Regions from separate parts of the Sus scrofa genome. Here region 2 is linked to region 1. Evidence: chromatin contacts called from public promoter capture Hi-C data. All regions are on one chromosome and are shown on one strand. The core of a region is the stretch at or near the end of the contact, and the rest is flanking DNA. Distances in the headings are between cores, read along the strand shown.

Region 1 (5,506 bases), core at 1,576-4,075:
GGAAAAACTGCCCTTCCATGACACCATCCTTGGACCACTGTCATTTCTTTTGGCCACAGGAAACAAGCCTACTGCACCAAGAACTTGAACTAATGAGGTGATCCATAGTGTGTTTATTAACCACTCTTTAAGCATGGAGACAGGATTTAGTAGAGAATAAGTAAGTGTTTTTTCTCTGGCTCTGTCACTTTACAAACTCCATTGCTTTGCACATGTTGCTTTAATTCTCTAAATCCTTTTCGCTTGATGTAGAATGGGAATAATGGTACACCTTGGTGTTAAGTGGTTAAGTGCGATAACAGGTAAAGGGCCAAACACTTCTCAGTTTTTTGTTTGTTTTTGCTTTTTAGGGCTGCAGCTGCTGCATATGGAGGTTCCCAGGCTAGAGGTCGAATCGGAGCTGTAGTTGCAGCCACAGCGACGCAGGATCCGAGCTGTGTCTGCAACCAACATCACAGCTCACGGCAGCGCTGGATCCGTAGCCCACTGAGCAAGGTCAGGGATCGAATCTTCATTCTCATGGATGCTAGTCAGATTCGTTAACTGCTGAGCCATGATGGGAACTCCCCAGTTCTCAATTTTAAGTCACATTTGATTTCCATAACTTATAAAAACCGGAGTGGAGGTGGGTATCAAATATTTCATTCAGAAAAAAAATCTAGGCCAAACGAAGGGGCTATTAGAGGCAGGACTAAGTATGTTATGGTAGAAAATTTATAAAATATTATGTAACTCTCAAACCTTACCACTTACCTACCATTTGTCTTTAACACCTGGGGCAGAATCTAGACTCGGTGGATTCAAAATACCTTCCTGATTCGCCGCCCATGCCCACGAATCTCAGGGCCCTGAGGACATCAGCTACATCAGCCAACATAATTTTAGGCAAATGTCGTCCACTGCCTCCACTGCTGAGGAAAGGGTACGACTGAAGAACCAGACTTCCTTCCTCCCCCAACCTAAGGACAACCCTTACCTAGCTCCAGGGCCAACCTCCCTAGGTCACCTTGACTACCGAGCCAAGGACCCCGTGGGAACTCGCAGTCCCGCCACCTTGGGTGGCTTCCACGGAGGGGTGCCCAGAGAGGAGGCCTGCGTGGCAAGAAATTAAGTGGAGAGGAGAAGGACGAGAAAAAGAGTAGGACAAGATAAAAAGATAACACTGGGAGAAAATGCTGGTTTCCTTTATGCCTTTTGTTACTGGCATTAGCGGCGGAGTTAAAAGTGGCTTTTTCTTTCACAAAGGCACTTTCTAAAGGCAACCCTAGAGCGCGCGGAACCATAGAATGGTGGAAGGTCCTTCTTCCGGTCTCTTGCGTCTGCGCGCTCACAGCGAAGAAGGCGGGAGGCCGGCGGAGGTGGGGGGTGGGGAGCGGGGAACCGGAAGTGAAGGCCGATTCCCTCCTTCGTCGCTGTTGCCGCCGCCATACGCCTTCGCCTTGTTCAGGTAAGGTTTGGCTTTCAGCACAATCCGACTCCATCTGCGTTTCTCTGCGGCCATCCCGTCGCAGGGCTCCTGATAACCCTTGTACAAGCTACGGTCTGGTCGCCGGGGTCTGATTGAGTTGTTACTTCCACCGCATACATTCCTTTCAAGAGCAAGAAGGTTGGGGGGGCGGAGGCAGGGAAGCGGCGCGCGGGGGAGGGGGGGAAGTCCAAGATGGTGGCCCTGGCGCCATTGTGTTTCCTTTACTCTTCGCTCCTCCAGTGGGCGCCTGCTTAATCGGAGGCCCCAGCGGCGATGAGAGGTGACGCTAGGCGTCCTCTGGCCTTGGGCATTTGCGGAGGGCGGGGCTCTTTTCATCCTCCCGCTTATTTTTGCGTTGTCGGCTCGCGGTAGTGGGAATCGGCGGCTTCTGGGCCTAGTTGAACTTTTCTCATTTCGGCCTTCCCACTATTATTTAGAGCGTTTTAATTGTTTAGGAATGGTGTCAATGTGTTTTTCGGAAAGGGGGTGAGGCCTGAAGAGTAACGCAATGGTGACGAAGGTTTTACTTATTAACTGGAAAGAGGATTCATCTTAGTTATTGGCCTGCTTTTCATTCATTGTTTGTTGGGGAGATGAATTTTTCCCGGTCTGGCATTTCTCTAGACCCCTCCCCCCGCCATAAGTTACCCAAGGCCTTTAAACGCCAGAAGGCGGTTACTGAGGAGTGGGAGGCTGGAGTGCTGGGGAGAGGTGGGTGGCAGCCACATGATGTTTTCATTTTGAAAAGTGAGAGCTTTGCGCAGTGACGACTTTTATCTATCACCCTTGACTGATGGCTGCTGTATTAGAAGTTGAGATTGTACACTTCGTAGGGAAAGCACAAGATCTTGAGGGCCTGTCATTTTGTCGTTTTCATTCTCCGTTCTTAAGTCATTATCTATGTTCTGCTTTTCATGGTTTTTTTTTTTTTTTCTTTCTTTCTTTCTTTGCTGCTGTCACAGACCTGGGATTTGTAAGCTGATCTTGCCCTTCCAACTTCCGGGTTTCTGCTTCTTTGAGCTGAGGTTTTGGGGAACCTGTGTCCTAATCACCTCCTCTGGGACCACTTTTTTCATTCCCTGTATTACGTTTGCTTTTCCCTTTTAATTCTTGTGGGTTTTTTTGTTACTTTCAATGTTTCATAGTTTAGGGAAAGTGGAAAGTGTGGGGATGGAAGAGGTGGCTAAGGCTCTGCTCATGACTGATGAGTCTTCTCTCTGGTTTTTTTCCCTAGCTCTTCTGTCAGAAACTAGTATTTCTTTTCCTCTCCTGTTCCTCGAGCCTCCACTCTCCCCTGTCTTATTCTGTGTGAACCCAGCCGGAGACGCCTCCCCTTCTCCCCCTGCCGGCCCAGTTATGGCAGAGAACGATGTGGACAATGAGCTCTTGGATTATGAAGACGATGAGGTGGAGACAGCAGCTGGGGGAGATGGGGCTGAGGCCCCTGCCAAGAAGGATGTCAAGGGCTCCTATGTCTCCATCCACAGCTCTGGCTTTCGTGACTTCCTGCTCAAGCCAGAGTTGCTCCGGGCCATTGTTGACTGTGGCTTTGAGCATCCATCAGAAGGTAAATTTTCCTCAGACTTTTAAAGGATGTGAGAAACATGGTTATGGTCTTTTAGTGATACGGAATTATATAAGATAGATTAGGGAAGAAGTACCAAAAACTGTTTTAGCAGTAGAAAGAGTTATATATAGGTTGGTTTTTCATTCATGGTGACAAGTAAGTGCTAGTGATGTAAAAGTAATTTAGATAGAGATCTGTTTTTCATCTTGTGACTGGCTTTTCTCCTTGTCTGCTTGTTTTTAATTTTGTTTCTTTGACTTTTAATTTAAAATTTCCAGAGAGGAGCTGGTTGGACTCTTGAGCCAAGCCAGCTCTGGTCTCTGGAAACCGTTATGGCTGGTCTAAAGGTGGCTGGCTTTGGGTCAGGTACCAAGTCCTTCATTTTGTCCAAGGTTGCAGGGTTATGTGACCCAAAGCATGACAGCCTAAGTAGGAGAAATGGCCTGTGGCAGGCACTCAAAAGTCATGGATTGTTACAGATTAAGAAACATTCGGACAGAGTCAGGAGCACCTAAGGCAAGCAATTGGTAGGTGCAAGAGGGTTGTTAGCAGGACTGTGGGGGTCTGGAACTGGAGGAGGCCAATGTTAGAAGGAACTGGGAAGGTCTGATTTGGGGATTACTTTGATTACTCGAGGGAGCAGAGGTAGAAAGGGTCTGGAAATCGACAAGAACCATTTAAGAATTGAGTAGAGAGAAACGGGTTTGGCATGGTGAAAAAGCTGGCCAAGTTAGCTGGAGACTGAAGTCTAATTATCCTTTTTCCCCCCTCCTTATAGTTCAGCATGAATGCATCCCTCAGGCCATCCTGGGAATGGATGTCCTATGCCAGGCCAAGTCAGGCATGGGGAAGACAGCGGTGTTTGTGCTGGCTACACTGCAACAGCTGGAGCCAGTTACTGGGCAGGTATGCTTGGGGAAAGTGCTGGAGGAGGCATTTTGGTTTGCAGTGTTCGGGAAGGGTGTTTGTGTCAGCTCCATGATGCATTCAGAGCCACCAGTGCTTGTTGCTAAGGTGACCTCTCATTCTTGACTGACAGCCGTGGGGAATGTTCTGTAGTAATCATGGGGTTAATGGTTTAGAGCTCCAAACTATAGTCAGTTGTGATCTGCCAGGTGTGCTTTTGTGACATACCTGAAGGGATATATTGTATGTGTCTCTCCATCTACTCCCCCCTAGGTGTCTGTACTGGTGATGTGTCACACTCGGGAGTTGGCTTTTCAGATCAGCAAGGAGTATGAGCGCTTCTCTAAATACATGCCCAATGTCAAGGTAAGCCAGGGTAAGGGGACCTGGGAGGGTGAGGGTATGGGGAGTCGGAGGCATTAGAGACTTGTTAGAGCAGCTGTCTGCATGTCCCACAGGGGTTAAACCCCTACACATGAATCTCAGTTACACCCAATACATAGTAAGTTGCTGCAGTTGTGGTGTGGAAGAGATTTATATTCTAGGGCTCATTTGGATATGCATTATAATTTCTGTGGTATTTGCAGCATTCTGATTCATGTGAGTGTGAATATGCTTTTTTTGTGTGTGTGTGTGTGTGTTTTTGCTATTTCTTTGGGCCACTCCTGTGGCACATGGAGGTTCCCAGGCTAGGGGTCGAATCGGAGCTGTAGCCACTGGCCTACGCCAGAGCCACAGCAACTCGGGATCCGAGCCGCGTCTGCAACCTACACCACAGCTCACGGCAACGCCGGATTGTGAACCCACTGAGCAAGGGCAGGGACCGAACCCGCAACCTCATGGTTCCTAGTCGGATTCGTTAACCACTGCGCCACGACGGGAACTCCTGAATATGCATTCTAACAAGATCCTCGGGTAGAGTTTGAGAAGCATTGATGTATGTAACTTTACCTTTTCCTGAAATGAAAAAAATAGTACTTTTGTTCAGATTGTTAAAATTTTCTCAGTTATTTTACGTTTAAAAGTAGTAACGTTGAAGTAATAGTTTTAAAGTAAAAGTAATTTGTTTAAAACCAAAGTAGTGATAGTGGGGAGTTCCCATCATGGCGCAGTGGTTAATGAATCTGACTAGGAGCCATGAGGTTGCGGGTTCAATCCCTGGCCTCACTCAGTGGGTTAAGGATCCGGTGTTGCCGTGAGCTGTGGTGTAGGTTGCAGAGATGGCTCGGATCGCACACTGCTGTGGCTGTGGCGTAGGCCAGTGGCTACAGCTCCGATTCGACCCCTAGCCTGGGAACCTCCATATGCCACTGGAGTGGCCCTAGAAAAGGCAAAAAGACAAAAAACAAACAAAAAGCGAAGAAGTGATGGTGGCACTTGTGCACGGTAAAAATGTTTATGCGATCCAGAGGGCCTTAGAATGAAAAGATTGTTTGCCCATCTGATTATATGTCATAGAATACCACTAGTTAATTTTTTGTTGTGGTTGTTCTGATGATTCTGTGAAACCAAGTATTAGGCAGTTTTTTCAGTTTGTCAGCATACAGGCCTTTTTGACTTTTCCA
Region 2 (6,144 bases), core at 1,314-3,813, 170 kb before region 1:
TAGGCTGGCAGCCTCAGCTCCAATTCAACCCCTACACTGGGAACTTCCCTATGCCGCACCTGAGGCCCTAAGGGAAAAAAAAAAAGGAACCAAAGGCCAAGCCAGATAGATGAATGGCGGAAAAAATGGGTGTGGCTACTAGGACATCACTGGCAAGCTCTAGGAGAACAGGTGAGCAGTGGGAGTGAAGAAAAAAAAGGGAAGAGACAGGTGTAGGCCTTTGGTTCAAAGAGCTTGACTGTGGAGAGAAAGCAACAATCTAGGAGCTGTTGATGGCTGAGGATGGGGAGACAGGACTTGATCAGGTTTAGAAGGGACACCTGTGGTGAAGGAGATCTGAAAGCTGTGTGAGAAATGCGGGTAAGGAGGGACCAAGATCAGTGGCAGAGACAGCCTGGAACCCAGGCCTCCTGACCCTCAGCCTAGTGCTCATTTCTATCCCATGGTGCCTTCCTTTTCCAGTAAAGGGCCAGAAAGGAGAGGGGTGTTATGGAGAGCTGGGAGCCTCCAGCTCCTGAGGTTTGGAGTAAGGGCTTCCTTTCAAACCACAACCGCATAGATGGTGGAGGCCTCAGCAGGGACCACCCGAGACAGACGGCGCGGACTTCTGAGGGCCCTATGATCCAGGTCTGCGTAGAGCAGGCTCTGAAAGGTGGGGAGGAAGGCAGGAGGGTCTCAAAAGTCTGACTCCCTTGGGGTCTAAGCCTCTCTTTCTTGGTCCACTTTACTCAGGGATTTTGGCCAACCCCCATCCCATCCTCAAGCCCTTACCGGCTCCTGGTCCAGTCCCCTGCAATCTTGGGGTCTTCCTCCTCTTCTAGCCTCTGGGGCTCAGTGTCCACAAGTGGAACTATGTGAGGGGGACAGAGCTGAAGGATTGAGAGAAGGTAACCAACAAGGGCTCAGACTCAGGAATTGGGTGGGGAATACGCGGAGAAGGATAATGGGTAGAGTTAGTCTCACCAAATCTGGGGAGTGGTCGAGGCGGGTGAGGGGGCGAGCGCCTGTAGAGATGGATAAGAGTCCGAGGCCACTAATCTTGTCTCACTCATTCTGGGCCCCCCGGACGCGCCAACAACCACCCAGCAGCTGGCAGGATCTGAACCCCCAAACAACTTAGGCTCCACCCCCAAAGATAGTTCCGCCCACGCTTTGCGCCAGCTCCGCCCCAAGCTCGGCTTCCTTCGTTAGGGCTCCACCCACCAGCGCTTAGCCTCGCCCCCCAAGTTGTCACCCTCCCTATTCTCCTTCAAACCACACCAGACGGCTCTGGACCTTCCTTAAGTCTGCGAAAGTTCTGGGCCTGCCTTTTCCGCCTCTGGTCGAGACTCTTTAAACCAGGCCCCGCCCCTCGCGCTCACCTGCGCAGGCAATAGGCCAAGCCCCCGGCTCCGAGTGCCAGCAGCAGCCCCAGGACCAGCAGCGGGATCAGAATCTGGAGATATCCGGACTCTGGGGCAAGGGTGGAAGCGGGGTGGTGATGAGTGCCGAGGTCAGGAGTACGAGGACAGAGAGCTAGCTCTCCCACCCAGTAACCCCCAGCAAGGCCTCCCTCCCTGCTGGGGGCGTGTGTCCGAATTAGATCCCTCGTGCCTGAGGGTGTACACCTACCGCGGGTAGGCTCCGGAGCCTTGCAATCTGCCGGGTCCCCCAGCACGCGAAGCACAGTACGGCTCTCGTCCTTTCCGTGGCCCTTGCAAGTAAAGGTGCCCGAGTCCCCCGCGCTGAGGAGCAGCTCCAGCCGCCGAATACCAAGGCCCAGGGCACGTAGGCGGCCCACAAAGGGCTGGGCGGCAGATACGGTGGGGTTTCCATTCGATGATGTCCACAGAATCCGGCGGCGGCCTTTGGACAGGCCCTTGCAGGCCGGGAAGCTAGGTGCCCAGACCCAACGGGTGGGTTGCGAGACCTCTACGCAGGAGAGATTGACTCGATCCCCCGGGCGACCTTCCAGTGAAGCTAGGGGAGGTCGGGGGTGGTGGTTAGGGCTAGTCCACAGGGCAAGACAACCCTCACGTCTGCCTTCACCCTCTCCTCTCCCGGCATCCTGGATCTTCCTACAAGCTTTCCACCCCTGAGTCGCCCCTTCCCCCTGCCTCGGTCTTTCCTCACCCGTCTCCACTCTTCTGGGATGGCTTACCCTCGGGGTTCCCCTGGGCCCTCGACAACAGCAGCGGGAGCAGCTGCAGAACCAGGACCATGGCTGGGATGTGGTTGGGAGGAAGGGGAGGCAGAGAGGCGAGTGAATCAGCGGAGGAGACCGGAGGGAAACCGGAGGGGAGTGGAGGAGGAAACCAAAGGTCTGGGGGCTCCGATAAGGGCTGGGGGCGGGGCCACCAGCTGCCGGGATCCCTCAGGGAATCCTCGCCAGCAAGTTCACAGCCCTCAGCCAAGGTTCACTTAAAATTCAAGCTGGGGCTGTTTACACAAGCGCTCTCGCAGTCTGCAGACTGTAACTCCTGCAGCATAGCGGTGGCCGGGTGCACCATGATTTCTGAATCTTGGATGTCTAAATTCAAAAATCTTTTTGGGAGTTCCCTTCAGGGATCAGTGGAAACGAATCTAATATCAATGAGGACACAGGTTTGATCCCTGGACTTGCTCAATGGGTTAAGCATCTGGCGTTGCCCTAAGCTGTGGTGTAGGTCACAGATGCTGCTCGGATCCTGCATTGCTGTGGCTGTGGTGTAGGCCAGCAGCTACAGCTCCATTAGGCCCCTAGCCTGGGAACCTCCATATGCTACTACGTGCGACCCTAACAAGACAAAAAAAAAAAAAAATTGTTTTTAAGGAGTTCCCGTCGTGGCACAGTGGTTAACGAATCCGACTAGGAACCATGAGGTTGTGGGTTCGGTCCCTGCCCTTGCTCAGTGGGTTAACGATCCGGCGTTGCCGTGAGCTGTGGTGTAGGTTGCAGGCGCGGCTCGGATCCCGCGTTGCTGTGGCTCTGGCGTAGGCCGGTGGCTACAGCTCCGATTGGACCCCTAGCCTGGGAACCTCCATATGCCGTGGGAGCGGCCCAAGAAATAGCAACAACAACAACAACAAAAAAGACAAAAAAAAAATTGTTTTTAAAATTTTATCCATTTATTTTTTTCTTTTTCGGCTGCACTCACAGCATATGAAAGTTCCTGGACCAGGGATCGAACCCGAATCCTCCAGTCACCACGTCAGGTTCTTAATGCACTGAGCCACAGAGAGAACTCCTAAATTCAAATCTTGACTTCACCATTTGCTAGCTAGGAATGTGTGCCAGTTGCTTAACCTTTCTGAGTTTGTTTCCTCATCTCTAAAATGGGGATAAAAGCACCTTCCTGGAACTTCCTGTGAGAACTAAATAAAGTAATACACAGGAGTACCCATCGTGGCTCAGTGGAACTGAATCTGACTAGCATCCATGAGGATGCAGGTTCGATCCCTGGCCTCACTCAGTGAGTTAAGAATCCAGCATTGCATACATGGCTTAGATCTGGCGTTGCTGTGGCTGTGGTGTAGGCAAGCAGCTACAGCTCCAATTCGACCCCTAGCCTGCGAATTTCCAAATGCCACAGGGGTGGCCTTAAAAAAAAAACCAAAATAATAATAATAATAATAAGTAATACCTGGAAAACACCCAGAACAATGACTGAAACATAGGAACACTATGTGCTTGCCATTATTACTATTTCTATTCTTATTTTAGCTGCTCTCTCACCTCTCTGTGCCCAAGCCGTCCCTCCCAGCCTGCAGTGCCGCACCCAAACTGGCAGGTTTTGACTGGGGAGGCACTTTTAGCAGGTGCACAGCGCCACACCCATGGCTTCGTCAGCCCTCACTGGACTGGAGCAACCAAAGCCAAGCACAGTGGAATCCCAAGAGGTCCTGAGAATCTTCAGGGGGCCTGAGGTAGCCCCTCCTTAGCAGGCAGCTCCAGCCCATGTTTCTGCTACTGTGACATCACAGGAGCCCATGGTGACATCACACACCCTACTCCTTCATCCTGTGGCTGAACAGGGGTTGGGAAAGCCAAGTGGGGGGCTGAATTGAGATTAATTTGGTGCTCAAGTTCTGCTCACTTGCCCCTACCAAGGCCCTCCCGGGGACCAAAATTTGGCAGTCAGCTTGGGTCATACCCCGTTGTCCATGTTCCAGGATCTAGCAGAGGCTACCACTACAGCCCCTGTAACCTCACAGGGGCCTTTGGGGATGTTTCTTCAGAGGGCTGGGCAGGCAGGGATGTTATTTCTGGGGCCCAGGAGGGTGTGACCTGTTACTGAAACCAGGGACGAAGATGGAGTTGGCCACTAGTGCACCTACCCTCCCACCTCTCTCCCATCCCCATGCCCACTCCCCGACTGGGCCCTGCTTAGTCCCTCCCTAAATGGGGAAGGAGGGGCCACCAGAGGCAGGGAAGGGAGGGACCCATAGGGATTATAAATTCCAAAAAGGCCGCTCATCTCCCAGAGCCGGATCCCTGAAATTCTACTCTGTCTGCTGTTGCCATTGCCACCATTCTCAGGACCCTCACCATGAAAGGCCTTCTGCTGCTCACCCTGTCTGCTCTGTTCTGCTGGGTCTCAGGTGAGCATCTAGGGGCTCCCAAGGACCGGGTTCACCTGGCTCCCACTTTTACATCCTGCCCCAACCACCGCCCTACACTATCCCTACTCAAGACCCCAAGAGTCCCCAGACCCAATGGCCTCAGCTCTCCTGTGAGACTCCATGACAGAGTCCTTGCTCCACTTCCCAGGACCCATGCCTTCATTCTCCCCCTCATCTCCAAGGCCCACTCTTCTAACCTGCCCAGGGTTCCAGGGTTCCAGGTCCTCTGTTCCCCACTCCTTCTTGGAAACTCTGATATCCAGCTCCACTGCCAGCCTGACTCGGACACAGAACTCTCAGCATCCAGCTTCCCTCTCTCATCATCTGCACTCAGCAGGGTCCTCCCAGAAACCTAGGCATCCGGCCTGGGGCTTCTTTGGCAACCCGTCCTCCAGTCTCCTCCACCAGGGACTCTTTGCTCAATTCCTCAGGCAGTGGCCTTTCCAAGATCTCCCCTGCTTCTCTGTGAGGCACATACCCCCAGGGACATAGGCTTTCTGGAGGATTCCTGTGACCTCTGAGAACCTCCCAGGAAACTAGGGAGATTTCCTGGCCTTCTAGGGAGGGAATGCCAGGGCTGCTCACCCCCAGGATGAGGTGGGTTTCACTGAGGTGCCGTCACCAGGCTCCTCCACCCATGGACTGAACTCTTTGCTTCAACCTTAAATCAGTTGCAGCAGGAACTCTGGGGCGGGGGGTGGGGTGCTACCTTCCACCCTTCTGTACCCATCAACTCCATTTTGATCAAGTGCTCAGGTGGATTCTGATGATCTGGCTCCCAGATGTTATTCCTTTGTGTCAGAGAGCTACTGGGGTGGGAGGAGAAATTCGGGTCTGGTTCCTCTTCCCACACTCTTGGCAGCCCCGCCAGGTGAAGAGTAAATTGCTAAAGCTGCCCCAGGTGGCTTTCTTGCCAGCCTCAGGTTCCAAGCCATTTCTGCAAGTGTTACAACCGCCACGGATCTCTTATTTTTATTTTTACTTATGTATTTATTTGACCTTTTCAGGGCCGCACCCATGGTGTATGGAAGTTCCCTGGCCAGGGGTTGAATCAGAGCTACAGCTGCCGGCCTACGTCACAGTCACAGCAACGCCAGTTCTGAGCCGTGTCTGCAACCTATACCACAGCTCACGGCAACACCAGATCCTTAACCCACTGCATGCGGCCAGGGATCAAACCCACGTCCTCGTGGATACCAGTCGAGTTTGTTATCACTGAGCCACAATGAGAACTCCCCCGCCGTAGTTTTTACTTTTCATTTTTCTTCCCGATTCAAGACTCCATCTGTGACCTTTTCCGAATTCCTTTCTCGCTCCCTCACCTCCTCCACTTCTTCCCCCATTGGTAGTCTCACATTCCATCTGTCCCCAGCCCCATGTTTGTGTTGCTAACTCTGCCCCACTTGACTCATCTCCAGATGAGATGGAGAGAAGGAGGATGCTTAGGGTGTGAGCCATTCACGGCAACAACTCCACCCCCACCCACTTCCACTTTTTCTGTGTCACTCACCTGCTCTGTCCCTACCAGACCAAACAGGTCAGAACACCTACTTGATCAGCTCT

Evidence for each region. Promoter capture Hi-C pulls out the DNA fragments that hold promoters and counts their contacts.
Region 2: a contact with region 1 is called in a promoter capture Hi-C map of fetal liver, with 2.1 times the contacts expected there. The contact joins the promoter of MPIG6B here to the promoter of DDX39B in region 1. A contact is called at or near these places in 1 of 5 promoter capture datasets (fetal liver), 2 of 47 Hi-C or Micro-C datasets (embryonic fibroblasts and epiblast stem cells) and 1 of 2 datasets of contacts at active chromatin or transcription factors (alveolar macrophages).

The regions. Positions count from the first base shown.
Region 1 is chr7:23,664,936-23,670,441 of Sscrofa11.1, reverse strand. It overlaps DDX39B (DExD-box helicase 39B), which reads left to right and starts at 2,825. Exons shown (of 10, transcript NM_001005157.1): 1 at 2,825-3,035; 2 at 3,814-3,941; 3 at 4,215-4,307. The coding sequence starts at 2,825. LOC102161099 (a long non-coding RNA gene) reads right to left here and starts at 1,286. Exons shown (of 2, transcript XR_002345613.1): 1 at 758-1,286; 2 at 97-658.
Region 2 is chr7:23,831,069-23,837,212 of Sscrofa11.1, reverse strand. It overlaps MPIG6B (protein G6b), which reads right to left and starts at 2,563. Exons shown (of 7, transcript XM_021098455.1): 1 at 2,141-2,563; 2 at 1,612-1,959; 3 at 1,362-1,452; 4 at 964-1,004; 5 at 788-850; 6 at 772-785; 7 at 429-645. The coding sequence starts at 2,201. The coding sequence ends at 541. It overlaps LY6G6C (lymphocyte antigen 6 complex locus protein G6c), which reads left to right and starts at 3,603. Exons shown (of 3, transcript XM_021098457.1): 1 at 3,603-4,560. The coding sequence starts at 4,509.